2 separate regions of the Macaca mulatta genome follow, and region 2 is linked to region 1. The links are chromatin contacts, called in public Hi-C maps. All regions are on one chromosome and are shown on one strand. Each heading gives the region's core, a stretch centred on a gene start, on an enhancer-like site or on the middle of the called end of the contact. The rest is flanking DNA. Distances are from core to core; before and after follow the strand shown. Region 1 overlaps LOC114676844. Region 2 overlaps LOC114676844.

Region 1 (6,160 bases), core at 2,098-4,597:
TGATTATTTTTCCATGGTAGCTGTGATATTCTACACTTACGTATATCAAAAGGAAGAGAAAGAAAGTAATTTCAGGTTGACAAACCTATTGCACCCCGGTCATAAAGTGCCTGAGTTTAACACTGAGTCATTTTCTTGTCCAAACACCGAAATCTTAAAAGAAAATATAGGTCAAGGTTTTTTTTTTTGTTTTTTTTTTCTGGTTAAAAACCAATGATATCTTTCATTGTGAACCTTTTAAAGTAATAACTCATATAAATTTACATTTTACATTTAATTTTGCTTAAAATAATTAGTTCTAGAATCAGATTTGTAAATCAAAACTGTCATACCAAGGTATACACACACACACGCACACACACACATACTCACAAACACACTCATATCATCTGGGTTTTTTCCTCAGTTAATTCCATAGAACATTCCCAACCAGGGCCGGGTGCAGTGGCTCACGCCTGTAATCCCAGCACTTTGGGAGGCCAAGGTGGGCAGATCACAAGGTCAGGAGTTCGAGACCAGCCTGGCCAACATGGTGAAACCCCGTCTCAACTAAAAATACAAAAATTAGACAGGCATGGTGGCACGCTCCTGTAATCCCAGCTACTCAGGAGGCTGAAGCAGGAGAATCACTTTAACCCGGGAGGCCGAGGTTGCAGTGAGCCGAGATCGCGCCATTGCACTCCAGCCTGGGTGACAGAATGAGACTCCATCTCAAACAAAAACAAAAACAAAAACAAAAGAAAATTCTCAACCAGTTCATCCTAGTCCACAAGAATCTGATTTTTGTCTCCCTTGCCCTTTAAATACTATTTCTTGTCTCCAAAAAAAAAAAAAAAAAAAAAAATTGTCTTCTGCTCCTAACTGCTGATTGCTCCTTAACAGGATTTTTAGAAAAGATTTTTTTTTTAACTTTTGCTACTCACACTACTATTACATCACTTCTTTATTGAAAGCAGAAATATGTAATATGTGTTGTTTGGCTCTAAAAAGAGAATGACTCTCATTTCTGGAAAAGTTAGACAAATAAACACCTCATATTTATTTGGAGACTTTGGCTTGAGTAGTTTTCTGTGTCTTCTGGTAGTATTGTTATCAACTATTTCAAAGTTAGTATCTATATACCTTTTTTCCTTAAGTAATCATGCATATTTCCAGACTATTAGTAAATAAAAACAATAGATACTCTTCAGTCAAAAGAAATTGTTTATTTTAGACCTTCAGATAAATAAACATAGTTTCATTCTCTTAAAAGAGACTTGAAAGAAAATATTGAGATCCAATAATCTATTACGCTATAAAACTTTTCACGAGGAAAATTTAAGTCAACACTCTCCTATAACACTTTCTGCAGGGTTGGAAATGTTTTATATCCAGGCTGTTCAAAATGGTATCCACCACCATGTGCCCTTCTATACATTTGAAACATGGCTAGGGCAACAGAAAAAAAAATGAATTTTCACTTAAATTTAAATTTAAATATCTACACGTGACTGGTCACAGCTTATTGGAGAATGCAGGTTAAGTAAAACAAAGAAAAAATGCAAGTAATAATATATTCTGCACATCCATGAATTTTGAGTCAAAATTTGAACTGTAGTTGATTTTTTGTCTTTTGTCTTCTATCCTTCTTACTCCAAATCTCACTAAAGAAATTAAATATGATCCCCTTCTTAGCACTGATTTCAAATGGCATTTGTAAGAAATAAAAGATTCCTGCCTTAGTAGTAAGGTAGAAGGCAGGTTGTATGAAAGTATTTCAGAGTAGTCAGTTATTACTTCCTTTAACTGAAAATATTTTTTGACGTTAAATTCAGATCTGTCTTGCTTATTTTTTAGAAAGTTAACAGAACAAATCTCCAAAAACATAAAAATAGTTGATCTCGCAAGGCAATATTTGCATTATACGACTTAAATTAAATGTAAAAGAGCATCAAAATTTTACTTTGTAAATATTTTAGCCACAGTCAAAGTATAAACTCTGATTTAGGGATGCTTTTGTGTTGATGATAAGATGCTAAGAATTAGAAGAGACCTTAAACCTGTGTATATGACAGTGGTAATTGAACTCATTGATTACAACATCTTCTTTCAAATAAATATTGATTTCATCAAGTCTGCATTCCCATTGGCCTTAACGGAAATCCTACCAGAAGCCTGTGTACTCGGACCTGGCTAACCTCTATCTGGATATAAATATTTTAAATGTGTGGCCATTCAGTTATAAGTATGATTTTTTTTTTTTTTTGCAAATATTTATTCCTCTTGATTTTCTAAACTCCTCAGTTAATATCATTATGCCTTCTGTAAAGTTAAGGCCTGTGTGTGTGTCTATCTCTGTATGTAATAGAGAGATAGCATGGATTAGGGGGGAAAAAAAAGTTGTATTTGCATTTGTTGTTTCTGATTCACAGAGCTAGGAGTGCAGTGCTCGTGTGGAGTCCACAGAGCTGGGATATCAGTAGGCAGTTGCTGTAAGCACATGTTCAATTATTAAAATAGTCGACATTTTATGTCTGATAGCCATAGCAAGGTCATGACATTAATTTATCCAAAGTATTGTGGACAACTGTCTAGAAAAATAAATAGCATAAAGGATACAGATGCCAAGAGCTAAAAAAGAAAAAAAAAAAAGTTAGGTCTGAGCAAAGGGGGATTAAGAGATGACCGATTTATTTAATCCACATAGGACAGGAAGAAGTCAGCAGGAATCTCAATGTTAATGGCAAGTATTTTAAGCTATGCTGCACATGCGTTAATTTTTGTTTTAGTTTTTCATTAGATTCTAAGCTTGTTGAATACTATTCCTATTCTTCCAGGTCAGAAACTTAATTTCGTATTTGATTGTTGCTTCAATGCTTAGGGATTTTTCACTATCTGTTTCTTTCTCTCCCTTTTTCATTCTTCCTTTCCTTCTTCCCATTTCTGTGTTTCCCTTTCTTCTTCCCTCTGTTATTATTTTCCTTCTTGCCTTTCTCTCTTATTACAGTATATTCTTAATTCTGTTTCCTTCTGGTGCCAACTTCTTTTTCTATTTTTGTTGTTGCGTTTGAGAGGTTTATTCTTCTGCTTTCAAATCAGGAGCCTGTAGGAACTCATCTTAGAGATGCATACCCTACTACCGATGCTTCTATCTCTTTATAGGTTGTGTGATGTTTTCTTTGGAACCTCTGCGAATGGTTGTCCTTCTTGTTTGTTGCCACAGATCTGTTGCCAATCTGCTACCTTAGTTGAGCCTGCAGTGCCGCACTGCATGCTGGGATCTGTCTGTGTGAATAAACTGAAATTTCTACAGCACCAGACAGCATTAGAGTTGGCTTGAGAATTGCCGTACTTTGCTTCCCTTTGTATGTATTTCTTGTATGCTGCAGAGTCACTGATGGCTAGCTCTGTCTGGCAAGTAACTCAGAAATGCTGTTCATGTAGAAAGGAAAGGTAGGCAGTTTACCACACTCTGTCATTAAAGGGAGCAATTGAAGAACAAAGGAACTGAGTAAATACCTATATATTGCCTTTTGTGTTGTGAAACACTGTAGCACAAACACATTTGTGTTCAGTCAAATGTTTTACTTCCTTTTGTAATAATACATATAATAGGTTGTCTCCACATATGTACAAGAATCCATATTTTATTTAAACATATATGGTCAATGGTTCATATTTATAGGCTGCAAACATGTCTCAGTCTCAAAGACTTTTACATATCCACTGCCACACAGCTATTTGTTATTATTTTAAAAGTTCTTAAATTAAAAAAAAGTAAAATATACTAATATCTCTGTTGGTTGATTTTATTAAGCAACTTAGGATTTCAACACAGTTTAAATCATATTGATGACTCAGATCCTGGCAGGTCTTATAATTCCTGTGAAATGAGAGCACAGCTAATAAAAATATTAAGCAATTACTTTTATTAAAATCATAGGGTTTTTTTTTTTCATTATCACATAGAAATGATTGATCTATACAGATTGGTCTCACTCATGTGTCTCTTGGGCTGCCTGGGGGCTTCATATAGAAGTGGAAAGTCCCCTTTGCTCTTGCTTCGACCAAGGTGGGGAAAATGAAGGCATGGAATACAGTCTAGGGCTGTTAAAGAATTGCTGGCATTACTACTCTCTATCACGTGTGAGCCTGGCTGCCTGCTTCCTGAGGTAGGGGATCCAGGATGAGACTGTGCCGGAGCCTGTTTCCACAACTGCATTTGGAGATCCGTCTTATTGATTAGCGGGGGAAAGGGGTGGGGATCAGGAGTGTGAGGTGAGGGGAGGACCAGCTGGCGACTGGCTCAATGAAGCACAAGACAGTTTCTTCCGGAAAGATGTCAAACAACTGAGAAACAGCCAGGGAGGAAGTAGAAAGGCGGAAAAAATGAGGAGACCCTGGAAGAAATGAAGGCATTTCTTATGAGACAGCCTTGAGGCTTTTTCCTTTTCTTTCTGTTTTTTTCTTCCATCATCTGACCTGCAAAGGCTAGAGTGACAGCGTCATGCAAATGCTGCAGTCCAGCAGGTCTGGGAGAGGGTGGATGCTAGACTGTGAGTTAATGTTAATGATGAGCGCAGTGAAAATACCAGCCGCTGCCACCCCCTGCTCACAGAAGCGCTCTGAGTCAGCATCAGATGCTTTGCCTCGCCTCTCGCTGTGTGTCTGTATGCCTGTGTGCGCGCGCGTGCTCGCTCGGGCATCCGTGTCTAGCCGAGGGGAGGGGGTGGCGTGTGAGTGCGTGGAGGGTAAAAGCCAGTCAGTCAGTGAGAAGCAAAGGTACGTTGGAGAGCAACTAAAATCTGACTGATTTCCATCTTTGGAGCATCAGATGTATTCCCTAAGGAGGATGGGTCTCCGTGATGGGGGTGGTATAATTATGTTAATGTCATATTTATGGAGGGGTGAGATTTTTCATTCTGATAATTGGTTGAATGCTATGGTCAAAAACTGTAAAGCCATATTCAGTTTTAGGGAAAAGCATGGACTTAGATCTAAGGGCTGTTTTATTTTTTCGCTTTTTGTGAGTGCTGCTTTTTTGTTTTTTTGGTTTTTGTTTTTTAACTATTTATTTTAAGCCATAAGTGATTCAGTATGGGAAATCAAAGGATAAACAGAAAGAGATCTTATATAATGATGCATTACATCATGGAGCAGAATATTTAAAGTCTACAAGGCAGAGTAAAGATCTGGACAGGGGGTGGGGGGTGGTGGTTGGAAAGGGGTGTGGTACTAGGGTGGAGGAGGGGGGCCAGTTAGCAAATATTTTGTGCAGCATAGCTTTCCTTGCAGCTTACTTGGAAATGGATGATTCACCTGTTCTACAGGAAAACATTCTAATTCTTTCCATTTTTTTTTTCCTCCTCTTTTCCCTTTTAAGATCAACCACCTCAGAAGAGCCAGATTCCACTTCTGTGGCCAGGACTTTTATATTATGGCTGGTCCGATTGTTTTACCCTGCGTTCTATGCTACTAAACCTTGGATCATTCCTAAAGTACAAATTCTGTTCTCGAACCACAAACAAGGCTAAAAGATCGGAGGAAATTCAGTGAATATACAGGATTGGGGTTGTGTATTTTTAAAAGTATTGAGCTTTATAATGTAATTATTCAAGGAATAGAATCATGGTTTTTTTATGATGTTGCCAGCATTTTAAATTACATGTTTATCAAGTGGCATTGCTCAAATAACTACAGAGTATGCGTGGAAATATTTGCTGTCTGAATAGTTTGGAGATTCAAAGAGAAAAATCAAGCTTCAGAGGTATTAAATTATGACATGCAGAAAAGTTTTTGTTTTGTTCTTAACTGCAACGGTATATATTTGAATCCGATGTGAAGTGTTATATGTCCTGGGCCCACCTTACCAGTTGTGCTGTATAGCAGTGTAATGAGAAGCAAAATTTCAATTAGGGTCCCATTAACTGGCATATAATCCTTCTTTAATGTAATAGAGGCTATGGTGTTGCTGTACAAATCTGCTAGAAGCAGATTTTAACCCATGTTTAGTCTCTTTCTATGGATCTAATGGAATGACTCTTACGTGTTCATTGTCTGCCTTGTTTCTCATATTCTTCATTATTTTAAGGTCTGGACTTAGTCTATAAACGGTCGTCGTGATTACTCAGCTCATCCTAACTTTTATATATCATATATATTTCTACTTATGTATTTTAAA
Region 2 (6,160 bases), core at 2,743-5,242, 170 kb before region 1:
ACCTGGGAGGCGGAGCTTGCAGTGAGCCGAGATCCGGCCACTGCACTCCAGCCTAGGCGAAAGAGCGAGACTCCGCCTCAAAAAAAAAAAAAAAAAAAAAGAAATAAGTGTTCAAAACACCATGTCATTATTAACATATCTTGCTTAAAGTGAAAGCCATTGTAGCATGGTTTGCAATTTACTTTGGAGTAAGAATGGGATTTTGTGCAGAAAGATTATGTCTCAGATTTTATTTTAAAAGGTCAGAATTTCAAGAGATAAATAGTCCTTTTGGTCTCAACTAGCATGAGAAGTAGAGGGGAAATATTTTCATAAAAACATAAAAGAGACTAACAATTGTAGTTTCACGCAACCAGTATTATATTTAATTGTTTTAAGACAATGATATCATAATAGCTGTAGGATGACAAAAAATGGCATTTTTCATAATAGCTCCTTTCTCCATAATTTGTTTATTGAAATTATTTGAATATGTGATAATTACTAATATTGTTGTAATATTCTATCACATTTACGAAACCGCTGGACACTACCACCTCAGCATTTTAATGTGCTCAACACAGTGCCATTTTCTTTAGAACTGGTTGTTTTGCTTTCAGTTTGCTTCCTAGACTATCATCACGAGATCAAAGGCTGTGTTTTTTATACCACATGACAGCCCAATGCCCCACACAGGGTCAGCATTAAACAGAATTTTTGATAGGACCGGGTGAGCCAAAGGAAGAATAGATGAGTAGTCACGTTCAGGTGGCATCGGGTGGGAATTGTGGCTAGGTAAAATGGTATCTTGTCACAATGGCAATTTCAGTCACCTATTCCTTACCTCTTCTGGGCAAGTGGATTCATTTGCAATTGGCTTCTTTTCTTCTTTCTCACTCTACTAATTTTAGATGGAAATATCATTGACTCTTAACAACAAAGCGACTATCTTACCATATTCACAGGTTCTACCCCACCTACTAGGGAAGTCAAAGTATACAGGAGTGGAAAGCTTGGGGCCATCTTAGAATCCTGCCCACCACAAGCAGCAAAATACTCCTACTCCAATGTATTTCCCATAGCTACCTTGCATCTTCCAACCGTGTGAGTGGGGTGTTTGTTGCTTTGCTTATGGGCAAAGATGATTTTTGGGGGGGAGATATTTGATTAAACTTCTAATTTCTTTCATCTTTGACACCTTCAGTCTTCCTTCATTTACCTTTAGACAGACTTTATCATAAGGCCACTTTTCTTTTCCTTTTTCCTTTAGGGTCTCTTCCCTTTGCATAGGTTATTGGCACTCTCCACTTAACAAAGACTAGCTTTTTTTGCTTCCAACTCTTGATATTAAGTTTTTATCTAGCATCAGAACTTGAATGTGAGTTGTCCATGTGTCAGAACTGCCTTTCAAAATCAAAAGTTTCACATACCATTTTCGAGTATCCCAAAGGAAAAGTTAGGCACCTATTTATTCCACAATTACTTTTAACCTGTATGTATTAATTGTGCACATACTATTTTATTATTTACAAAATGAGTTAAGCACCGTTTTCCTGTTCAAAATATGAAAATAAGTATCATGGAAAAGTGGCAACTGCATTTTATGTTCCTTCATTTTCAGCACCTTGTTATTCCTTTTATATAAAACTCTGGTCTACACACAGTTTTTCCTCTTTTCTGGAAAATGTGAATGAATTACAATTCCTTTGTACATTCCATGCTGTCTTGGACAAAGTCAAACACTTGAGTATAGAAACACTTGAGTATAGAAATGAATTGTATTCCAGTCGTAGATAGGACAATTTTTCACTCCTTTTAACTTAGGCATTGTATTAGTTTTCGACAAATAACAACTATAGACTGAAGGGATTAAACAATAGGAATTTATTTTTTCCTGATTCTGGAGGCAAGAAGTCTGAGCTCAAGGCGCTGGCAGGGTTGGTTTTTCTGAGCCTCATCCTTTGCTTTGCAAATGGGTATCTTTTCCCAATGTCTTCACATGGTCTTCTCTGTGTTTTTGTGTCTTAACCTCCTCTTCTTATAAGGACACCAGTCATTGGAATCCGGCCCATCCTAATGATCTCCTTTAACTTAATTACCCCTTTAAAGACACTAACTCCACATACGGTCAGATTTTGAGGTGCTGGGAGTAAGGACTTCAGCATCTGAATTGGTGGGGAGACAGTTCACCCTGTGACAGTCATGATAGGAATTAACCACTATTGTGCACGAGATGTCTAACGAAAAGACAGAAAAGAAGTGTAAGGAAGTGATTGCTGAGATCAACAAATGTTACTATAGGACTGCCAGTCTATAGCTACTGCAGATATATATATAGCAGTATGATGGTGGGTGATTTGTAGATTGTAATAGACCATTCAGAGAAACAAGTTGAATATTTTCTTACATTGGAAAAAAAAAGGGGGCACAAAAGAAATCATTTCCCAGCATTTGATTTGATTCCATAAGAATTCTGAGCATCAAACTATACACTGCTATATATGAAGCCAGATCCAATGGGAATCTTTTGAGTTTACATGTAGATCACTTTCAAAATAAGGATACTAGCCCTATTTGCTATGCAATATTATCATGACATGCATTTTTAATTAATTGGGCCTTTCAGTTTTTGTGCACCTATAAACCCTAATAGTTCAGCCTCTCTATAGGCATCTTTTCTACCTCCTATCTGAGGAAATAACATTTTATTATAAAATTACAGTTTTTTGTAATTTAGATCTCTAGTTTCTAAAATAAGAAAACAGACCTATCATTTGGGGCAAGAATAGAAACAAAATAAACTCTCCTGTTAAAGCAGAGGAAACAACTTTCTGACAAAAAAAAAAAAAATTGAAGACACAGCTTTGGTGTATTTCAGGAACATTTCACTTTTGTTCATCTTCTGACTGCACTGTGAACCCTCATAGCTAGATCAAAATTCGTTACATTAATAAACAAAAACAAAAATTCTGTCTATTTGCCTTACGTTAAAAGATATCCTTTTGCCTGATGCAACAATGGAAACTAAAATCTCTAAAGAGAAACGTGCTGGCTTCTCTCACCATCGTCGTCCAATAGGAAGGAATTTGGTCAGGAGTAAAAATAACTCAGTTATGGTCCATGTTATTACACTCTTCTGAGCTTCTTTCTCCCTTCCACATGTTGAATGACTTTCTGGTTTCTTTTTGCCACATACATAATGTTTGGCTCCTATCTCCTGTGCAATCAATCTTCATTATTGGATCTCTTCCCCCTCCTACAATCAGATCATTTTGATTATGACTTTAATTGTACATTCCCTAACTAACTTCTCTCTAGTTTATTTTTAACCTCAGACTACCTGTGGGCATAACGTTTTACAATTCAGAATGTGAATTTTACACTTAGTCTAACAACTAAATAAGCTTAGAAATTTAGGAATGGTAAATTAGGTCACTTGATGCTTTTTCACACAAGGAAAGCAAACTTCTTGTGTGCCTAGGTGTTGCTTTTGGAGAAACTTTCCTGAGCATTGAGGAGTCAGTGCTAACTCCTGCAACCACGTGAGTCTCTCCGACTCTGTGATGCCAACTTAACCATCTTGCTATAGTGGAAGAGCTTTAGGTTGGAGTGAATGGGTACCATCTTTGTTCTTAGGGGTGTACTCTAGGGACCTTGTTTTTGTAGGAACACACAAGGGCTATTTTAGTGTTAATTGGAACACATCAGAAGAGTTTACATTTGAATTTCAAAGAAACGTAGGAATCCTTGTTACCTTCAAATCTCAAACTTTCTCCATGATATAAAATATCAGTCTTCATTTAAAAGATCAGAAATTACCCCAATGACCAGATCCAAATGCTGAACAACAAACAGTCCAGATTTACCATGAGGAATAGGGTTAATATTTGCTCCCCAATGACAAATCCCAACCCGGAACAGATTTCAGCCAGGCAGCTAGCAAAGCTCGCGGGTGAACTGCACAGGCCATGGTGGGTGCAGAGCTCAGAGCCGGAAAGCAAACAGCTGCTGTAGCCTGATTTGAGTTAAAATAGTGTGAGTGTTTAGTCTGGCGCACGGCTTCAGGGGAGATTGGCAGCTGGGTCAAACAAAGTCCTTCCATTGGCTCCCTTCCCAGGCAGCTTCTGCTAGTGTTTAGGTACTAGTGTAGTGTAGAACCCTTTTCTCAGGCAAAACCTAACATCTGACCGCACCCTTTTTGCTATTTAAAAAAAAAAAAAAAAAAAAAAAAAAGCTTCTATTTTTTTTCCTCCTTTCGTTAAGATAAATTCTCCAGTAGACAACCTCTCCCACTAATTGTGTATTAGCAACGTATTTTATCTTGAGAGCTTGTACACTGGGCTCTCAACGTGGTGTGGAAGGTAGCCTGTTACAGTGCTGGATTCATAAAAGGGCCTTTATGGTTTGTGAAAGAATATCTGTGTGCTTAGGAAGGAAACTTTTTGATCTGCAGAAAAGCCAGAAGACATCTAGGTAAGACTGCGATATCAAATGTACTTTTTTTGGGGAAAATTGGGCAGTGAGACTGCTTCATCGCAACCAGTGTGAGTTTAGAGGGTGCATGTTCACTTTTGTAGAAGTTCAAAATGTACTGACGATTGTTTGCTTATTTTTTGTTTGTTTGTTTAAATCTTAAAGGAATACTGTCGTCTGCATTTTTACAATTTTGTTTTCTTCTATTGAACCGATTACAGTGGATATAGAGTTTTATTATATAGCGAAATCTTTGTAAACTGCCACAGAAAGAAAGTGTTATTTAGAAGGGAAATTGACAAGTTTTAAAGAGTAATTGTACAATCATTTGAGGACAGAGGAACACTGCATTATACTAATAAGGGTTTAATTACCAAAAAAAGTTTAATGTTGCTTTGGAAGGAATATTAAGTAAGTTGTCTTTGTCTCTTACTTTTTAATTTTAGTCGCTGATTTAGCCTGTTGGGTCACATTTTTTGTTAGTGCTGAAGGCTGCCATGAATCCATAATGAGGCCCCTTTGCACATGATTTTGGCACCTGGCCAAAATCAACTTCCCAGCGGCAAGCTTTCTCTAAAGAACCTGGAGCAATTTCTTTCTTTCTTTCTTTTTTTTTTTTGATCTGGAATCATGTCTGAAAGCTGCCACAACCAGTTGTATAGGCATGTCAAAATGACTTTATACAGTCAATATGAAACAAGCATTAAATATTTTTTTCTCATATTGGTGCTTTTATCATTATGAATTCCTTGCTTGTTGCCACCTAAGATACGATGGAACAAGCACAGTCTTAAAGAAGATTTACTGATTTTTTGTTTTTCTCAGCAGACCAGAGTAGGTATGATCATCTTATTGAGAAGTATACAGTGCAAAAAAGGTTTTTCAAAATACTGCAGGATAAATAACAAATGAAATCTTAAAATTGTTAGTCTCTGTAAGTAATACTCAGTGAACAGTAAGTAATGGAGTTTTCTAGAAGTTTCGTTGTGCGCGCAATTAAGCTTAACGTTTTAATAGTGTTTTTGTCTATGTTAAAATGTAGCATTTGGGATTTTTAAAATGTCAGCATTTGTTATATAATTTTAAAAACTTATTAACACCTTGATATTATTTCTAACAAATGTTTTAATAGAAATGCTTGGTGCATAGACATGGCTGAATAGCATTAAGTAATTGTGTTTAATTGCTGTTTTGCAATAAAAAGATAATTTTTCATGAAAGAAATTTTGAAGCTCAAAGGTACTTACATCCCATATCTGGAACTATTATTAATTTTGATATTACTATAACTGAATTTTGTTCTGTAAGCCAATTTTATACTCTAGTGTTTTAAGAGTTAAATTCACGAATGTCAATGAAATACTATAGTAATCAAATATTAACACCTCAGATTTTTCTATAGCCATTTTCAATAGTATCTTTAGACATTAAGCATGGGTACATTACAGAATAATTAAAAGCAGAAAAGTGTAATATTAGTTGCTCTATTTTTTTAAAACAAATTTTATTATCACTATCATAAATGCTATTATGCCTTGTGTGTTAATCTGTAGTAATCCAGAGTGCAACTTTATTTTACTAGAAACAGTCATATTTCTCTTTAAAATATTGATGGGAATCAGATATATTATTTTTTAAGAGTGACCTAATTAAGAGATTTCTTACTAGGCATGTTTATTCTGTATTTATCTCCCCTTTACGTATAGAA

The links. A called contact is a pair of places that touch in the nucleus more often than the background predicts.
Region 2: a contact with region 1 is called in a Hi-C map of fetal cortical plate, with 2.6 times the contacts expected there. The contact joins two enhancer-like sites. A contact is called at or near these places in 2 of 14 Hi-C or Micro-C datasets (fetal cortex germinal zone and fetal cortical plate).

The regions. Positions count from the first base shown.
Region 1 is chr3:31,129,233-31,135,392 of T2T-MMU8v2.0, reverse strand. All of the region lies in intron 4 of LOC114676844, which reads left to right. Among named protein-coding and RNA genes, the nearest start is that of MIR125B-2, 3.2 kb to the right of the region's middle. Within about 2 kb of position 3,347, at least 9 of the 40 cell types and tissues checked have an H3K27ac peak or open chromatin away from gene starts, as enhancers often do. A contact at or near this core is called in fetal cortical plate, where this site is marked.
Region 2 is chr3:31,297,578-31,303,737 of T2T-MMU8v2.0, reverse strand. All of the region lies in intron 3 of LOC114676844, which reads left to right. Among named protein-coding and RNA genes, the nearest start is that of MIR99A, 120 kb to the right of the region's middle. Within about 2 kb of position 3,992, at least 15 of the 40 cell types and tissues checked have an H3K27ac peak or open chromatin away from gene starts, as enhancers often do. A contact at or near this core is called in fetal cortical plate, where this site is marked.